Regions from separate parts of the Hordeum vulgare genome. Here region 1 is linked to region 2. The links are chromatin contacts, called in public Hi-C maps. All regions are on one chromosome and are shown on one strand. The core of a region is the stretch at or near the end of the contact, and the rest is flanking DNA. Distances in the headings are between cores, read along the strand shown.

Evidence for each region. A called contact is a pair of places that touch in the nucleus more often than the background predicts.
Region 1: a Hi-C map of seedling shows a contact between it and region 2, with 3 times the contacts expected there. The contact joins the promoter of LOC123410001 here to the promoter of LOC123409950 in region 2. A contact is called at or near these places in 2 of 6 Hi-C or Micro-C datasets (leaf and seedling).

What each region holds. Positions count from the first base shown.
Region 1 is chr7H:66,254,454-66,258,046 of MorexV3_pseudomolecules_assembly, forward strand. It overlaps LOC123410001 (inositol-tetrakisphosphate 1-kinase 4-like), which reads right to left and starts at 2,250. Exons shown (of 1, transcript XM_045102871.1): 1 at 719-2,250. The coding sequence starts at 1,891. The coding sequence ends at 857.
Region 2 is chr7H:65,927,264-65,930,774 of MorexV3_pseudomolecules_assembly, forward strand. It overlaps LOC123409950 (histone H3.3), which reads left to right and starts at 1,860. Exons shown (of 1, transcript XM_045102820.1): 1 at 1,860-2,611. The coding sequence starts at 1,981. The coding sequence ends at 2,391.

The sequences.
Region 1 (3,593 bases), core at 1,000-3,499, 330 kb after region 2:
CCCCTCCACCCGGCCAAATCCAAGTAGGGCACGACACAGACGGCCGTGCAGTTCTTGGGGACGTGCCCGGGCACGGAGGACGCTTGCGTGCGAGCTAGCTCGCCGCGCTCGCCCTGCTTCGTCTCGATGGCGTGGGGTTCGATCTCGACCGTCGGCCTCGCCTCGCGTCCGTGCCGGACCGGCACGAGCTCCCATGCCTGTTACATGCTCTCCTCCATGTTACGTGTTTGATAAAATGTCTGAACGGACATGTTAAAAATGGATCGGTTACAGTTAGGTGCATCGGCTGATTCAAATAAGAAAACGGACAAATTCATTCGCTCGGTTGATCCGAACGGATAAAATGCGGCGTCTGTTAGATCGCTACGTTGAAATTGCTCTAGCCGCATCATCCGACGGCGACGAGAGGGGTGGAGGCTACAGGAGAGACGTCGGCGGCAGCGGTTTTAGGTTTTAGGTCCACATGACTGGATTATCCCTGGCCACTATACGATGAGAAAGGGAGAGCGTAACAAGAGCAGCACGAGAAGAAGGATTGTGGGACCACCGTACCGCAGCACATGGCCACTGGTACCAGTAGCGCAATTGGCGCTATCATTGTCAACATCGGTACAGTTTGCACCATTTGCATTGCATGGCCAAGGACTAAAGTAGTTTATGGGGACACAAGCCTCACGATCAAAAGGCAAAGCTGTTCGGACGTTGCCATCACCTTTAATTTCCAAAACCAACGAGGCAAAGATCATTATTCGGTATAGCAGGAATGCAAAATTGATCTGCTACGTACTCTAGTACGTGGAACAACGAAAATCGTACGTTCGACAGAAAGAATACAAAACGGCCTCCCATACACCGCTCAGAGAACGTTGGAGGCTTCGGTAGCGTCGGCCTCGTCGTCGGGTGCAGTAGCAGCGGCGGCGGCGCCACGAATCATGTCGCCGAAGAAATCGGTGAGGGCAATCTCGTACCCCGGCAGCTTGTCGAACCCGGGGAAGTAGTTGATGTCGATGATGAAGTACTGGCCCCCGGCCTTCCTCCCGCGGATCATGTCGAAGTTGAACAGCTGCAGGCCCAGCGCGCGCCGCAGCCCGCGCCCTACCTCCTCCACGAACCCCGGCGGCGGCATCTCCGCGTCGTCGCCCACGTCGTCGTCCGTGTCGGCGTGCACCGTCGTCAGGCTGGACACGTTGTGGAAGGGCACCGACGCGTCGCCCTCCACGTCCAGGAGCCGCTCCGCCGGCACGTCCGGCAGGCTGCGCCGCCGCACGCAGGTCGCGTGGCCGCCGATCACGTAGATCTTGAACAGCACGCCGCCGTGGTTCACGAACTCCTGGAGGACCAGCGGCGGGTGCAGCCCCGCGAGGCCCTCGCGGCGGTAGATGAGCGACATGGCGTGGGAGCTGACGCTGCCGTCCACGTCCAGCGGCTTGGCGATGAGCGGGAACTGGAGCGCGCCCACGACGCCCGGGTCGGTCAGGGAGGCCGCGTCGTCGATGGCCACCTGGCGGGGCGCGCCCAGGGAGCCCACGCGGACGGTGGCGTTGAGCTCGGAGACGACGTCGAGCATGGAGCCGCGGTCCAGCAGCCGGCCGATGGCGGCGGGAGGGTCGACGACGGGCACCGTCGGGTGGACCGCGGAGAAGGATTCCAGCTGCGCGCGCCACGCCTCGTCGTAGAGCTTGTGGATGAGGAGGTGGAAGGGCCCCTGGTCGACGAGGGGGCGGGACGGGTCGACGGCGACGAGCCGCATGCCGCGCTCGGCCGCCAGGGCGACGAGCGACGGCTGGATGACGGTGTCCAACTTGTCGGGCTGCATCGCGTAGCCGATGGTGTAGGTGTGAGGAGGTCGTGTCGGCGCCGGCGACTGCTGCTCGGCCGCCATTCCTCCCATGAGCTAGAAAGCTTATCTCTTGCGTATGCTCTCTGCTCTTTCTCTCTGTGTCTTTATCTCCCCTGTCTCACTGCCTTTCCCCTGCTCAGCTCACAGCACGCCTTGATTTATAGTACACTAGTTAGAAAGAGCATCTTCGCTATGGGCTGGAATACTTTTTCTGCTCATGAATTTCTTGTCCATCTAGCACACAATTCTGTTCAAACGCTAATTATGCGCCGAATGGGAATCGTCTAGCTGCTTTCGGCTAGTCGGCCGAGGGGTGATCGACATGGGGTTGGACTTCGCACACCGCGAGACATTCGCTAATCGAAAATCTCAGTCTGCTATACGCTCACTTTTCGTAAGCACCAAGAGCAACTCTAACGCCCGACTGATTTCGTCCACAGGCATCCGTTTGGGTCGTGACAAATAGAAAAGTCGTCCTAACAGACCGATTCAAACGAACGTGTGTTTGCTTTTCGTTTGCCTGTTGATCAATTCCTGGTCTATTTTTAAGTCTAATTTACGTCGCTGCGGTCGATCAATACCTGGTCCATTTTTAAGTCTAATTTACGTCGCTGCGGACACAAGACAGAACGCACCAATTATTCCCTCCGGCCTGCCAGTCGGTGGCAAAGCCACTACCATTTCCCTTCACTTTCCAAAACCCTCCCATCCATGCACGCTCCGCGTCCGCTCGCCATGGACGACGACCTTGATGTCGCTATCGGCCTCGCCTCCCTCGGCTCGTCCGGCATCACGATCGCCCCCTCCCACAAAGGTAAGCTTCACGCCCCCCCCCCCCCCCGTAAGACCGCCACCATGCCCAAGAAGAAGAAGAAGAAGAGCTGACGCCCGAGGAGCGGGCTAGGGAGTGGGCGAATAGAAAGGGCCGGAGGCAAGCGGCGGATGCAAGGGAAGAAGCTGCGGCCATCGCGGCCATAGCCACCGCAGCGCGGCGGGAGGATACCGCTAGAACCGCTGCACGCGTCGTGGCGGCAACAAGGGAGACACTATTGTACCTAGGGTTAAACCCTCATCAGCACGGGTTCATCAACGCCGCCATGGTTGTGGCCAGCATAGGCTCGTCTGCGTTCCCTCAGATTGCACTAATGGAGTCGACCCGCGCGTCGACAACTCAGCCGATCCCCGGCTTCCATGTCTACCCGCAAGCCCCTCGCCTCTCTGGTGAATGCTCGTCGGAGGTGAGCGTGGTTGCGCCATCCGCACCCGCGGCTGTGCCCGTCGACCTCAACGCCACACCGGTAGCCGATGGTTCGTCATCCTGTAAGGCGAGGAAACGCGCGCGGGAGATGTCAGTCGACATGCTTTCCGGCGCCCGCAACCTATTCAATGGAATACTAGCGGCCGTCCACGACAAGAGGGCCAACCGCTTCATGCATAGCATCATCTTCGAGGGTGTTGCGACGGACGCAGGTGGTGCCGATGCGGCTGCGGCTGGCTACAACCCCAAAGAGACCCAAAGCCAGGAGGGTCGAGGCGGGCCGTTCACGCCATCGACCTATGACCAAGCTGGCATGCCCCTTATGAGGAGGCTTGAGATGAAGGCGGAGAAGCAAGTCAGGATGCTTGAGATGGAGGCAGACAAGCAAGCCAAGATGATAGAGATCAAGGCCACCAATGCCAAGACCAAGACGAAAGAAGTGGCTCTCGCTAGCATGATGACGGGGATGGAGATCATGAAGGTCGATCTCAACAT
Region 2 (3,511 bases), core at 610-3,109:
TGTACTTATTGTTGGGGACATGCATATCCCCATTGAGGTAACTTAGTGTTATTCGAAAGTTCTCCGGTTCCATGTCATTCGAAAAAAGTTTGTCAATAAGACTTGATCAACCTTATTGATGGATTATTTTTTACGGGCATGACATGGGTGAATTTAGAAAGCACAAACTTCTGGCCCAACTTTTATGTTTTGTTCTTTAATTTCCATGAGCGGGGTTGGCAGGAGCTAAGCGTCAAGCCAGAAGAAGGTTGACGTGCCATTGTTGGTAAGGACGAATTAGATTTTAAGAAGGTGGTAGAGCAGTTGGTTTACAATTTTCGAGAGGTAAGGGGTGTTTTGAGGCTTCTTCGCGAAGTCTAGAGAGTGTGTTGGAGGAACCAGTTTACCCAGGGTAATTCTGGTTTTTGGAGGAGTTTGAAGGCGAATTTCATGAAGAGGATGTTGTTTTGGAAAGTGAGATTTTTTATACCAAGACCCCCAGCTGGCTTGGGTTTGCAAACATTTTTCCATGCGATGACACATTTGGTTTCGGAGCAAGATTCCTCGGCAGCCAGAAGAAGGACCTGCAGATAGCATATAGCTTTTTAGGGATCTTCTCGGGGAGTCTAAAAACAGGCATTAAGTGAGTTGCGAGGGCGTTAGAGTGGAGGAGATGAGGATAAGCGTGGCGCCGCAAGAAAGGAGTGTTATTATAGTTTAAATCACATTGTAGATCACTCTAAATTTTGCCATAGTTGCAGCATTTGAACGTTGTAGAACCTTTCATTTTGGATGGTGGACGACGAGGGTGGGGCGACGTACCAGAGTGTTGCAACCATGGACCATCGTGGCAGGAGTTGGCACCGATCGACGAGGAAGTTGCAACCCGTTTGACGACGAGATGTGCAACAAAAATTAAGAGCAAGAGAGGTTTCCTTACGAGCATCGTCGTCGGAGAAGACGTGTGGCATCACCGTCATCGGCGGCGACCCAGCGAGCGACGACGATTTGAGGGTTTCGTGATCACGTTCCCGTCCTACACGCGCTCTCCCACTTTGAGATGAGGAGGTGGGAAAGAGAAAGCCTTGCGCACCAAGATATGGGAATGGAGACACACGCTTCAATCTGATGGTTTCTACGCATCGCATCCAACAACCAAAACAGGATCGGCTGATCAACGACAGAGAGTATTGTTCTATTTTTTACCCGCAAAGAAAAGAAGGCATGCATTTTTTCCTCCACTTTTTCACGTGTATATTGTTCTATTTTTTACCCGCAAAGAAAAGAAGGCATGCATTTTTTCCTCCACTTTTTCACGTGTATTTTATTTTAATACTCACTCTGTTCCTTAATATAAGATGTATTAATTTTTTAAAAAGTCAAAGAATTCCTATTTTTGACCAACTTTATAGCAAAATATATAAACATTTACAATACTAAAAATGCAAAATATAGAAATATATTTCATGATGAATCTAGTGATAATGATTTGATATTCTAAACATTGTCATTTTTATCAATAAACTTGGTTGAAGTTTGAAAATTTTAATTTTTTTAAAAAATAATACACTTTATATTTAAGAACGGAGGAAATATACTGAAGAAAGGTGGTTGAAATAAAAAAGGCAACAGAGCCGGGCGATGAACTCACGAGACACACAGCCATATGCACCGCCACGTCACCGATCCGCACCTCGTCGGGGACCTCGCACCAACCAGCGCCAAGCACGCAGATCGTGTGCTTCCTCTCCGCAACCTCCAGCCGTTAGATCCAATCAAACGTCGAAACACAATCCGAGACCCTCTCTCACACGATCAGAAGAAACCGCGTCGGCCACGCTTCCCTTGCCCGTCCGTCATCTATAAATCCCCACCAAACTTCCCCTCCCGTTGCCTCACTACGCAAATCTGTCCCCTTCCAGTTCCCAAGTCCCACGACCCACAAGAACAGAGACACAGCCAAGTCCGAACTTCGAAGTCGCCAAGGAGGAGGAGAGATCGATGGCGCGTACGAAGCAGACGGCCCGGAAGTCGACCGGCGGCAAGGCGCCGCGCAAGCAGCTGGCCACCAAGGCGGCGAGGAAGTCGGCCCCGACGACGGGCGGCGTGAAGAAGCCCCACCGCTACAGGCCCGGGACGGTGGCGCTGCGCGAGATCCGCAAGTACCAGAAGAGCACGGAGCTGCTCATCCGCAAGCTCCCCTTCCAGCGCCTGGTGCGGGAGATCGCGCAGGACTTCAAGACGGACCTCCGGTTCCAGAGCCACGCCGTGCTGGCGCTCCAGGAGGCCGCCGAGGCGTACCTCGTGGGGCTCTTCGAGGACACCAACCTCTGCGCCATCCACGCCAAGCGCGTCACCATCATGCCCAAGGACATCCAGCTCGCCCGCCGCATCCGCGGGGAGCGCGCCTAGATGAAGCAGCATCTGCCTTCGCGATTTCCACCGCCGCATTGCTTGTTCGTAGCTTGTATGGTTTTACTACATCTTGTTAGCTAGCGCCAATGGGCAAGCTTTTAATGTGTACTTGTTAAATTCTGATTGGTTAACATAGTTGAGAAGACTTGGCTCCTTATGTTTTGTATATGGTTGGTTTATCCAAAATTCAAACAAATGCTTGTTACCGTTGTCTTAAGTCTGAAATTTCAGCTTAATGTTCTTTGCTGTTGAGCGTTCTGTTGACATGGTTGGGCGCTGCCCTCCGGCCGTGGGATCGCCGTGTGGCTGCGTTGGAGATTTGTGGTGCGGCGCTGCCTTCGGCCGTGTGGCTGCAGTGGAGATTTTTTTTAATTTGGGTGCACACGCGGCACCAAATCCTGCTGGTTAGTTTTCGATGGCAACCTAACACGAATCCAGTTGAATCTCTTTCAACGTTCGAAGAATCTGCTCTTTGCCTCTACTCCCTCCGAACTCATACATTCATATATTACTAGTCTGTAATGGAATATCTAAAAACGGAGGGAATAGTATACAAACAAAACTTATACATTCATATTTAATTCGTAGTAAAATATGTAAAAAACAAATATTTAAGAACGGAAGGCCGGATCCTAGCACAACCCAACCCGTTTTCCTCCTGTGCATCTCGCATCGGCACCTCCGCCGACGCTCCGTCCTCCGGCATGCTTCACTGTAGCTTTGGTGGCTTCATCGAAACCCTGATGATGTTTCGATGACCCTCCGGCGTGCTTCACTGAAACCCTGATGAAGTTTCGATGACCCTCTGGCATGCTTGCTTTACTGAAACCCTGACGAAGTTTTGATAACCCTCCGGCGTGCTTCGTTTTTTCTTCACTGAAACCCTGACGAAGTTTTGATAACCCTCCGGCGTGCTTCGTTTTTTCTTCACTGAAACCCTGAGGTAGTTTCGATGACCCTCCGGCGTGCTTCATTAAAACCCTCACGAAGTTTCGATGACCCTTCGTCAGCTCTGGTGACTTTAATATAACCATGACGAAGTTTTGATGATCCTCCGACGTGCTTCAATGCATCATTAAAACCCTGTCGAAGTTTTGATGACCCTCCGGCAGCTCTA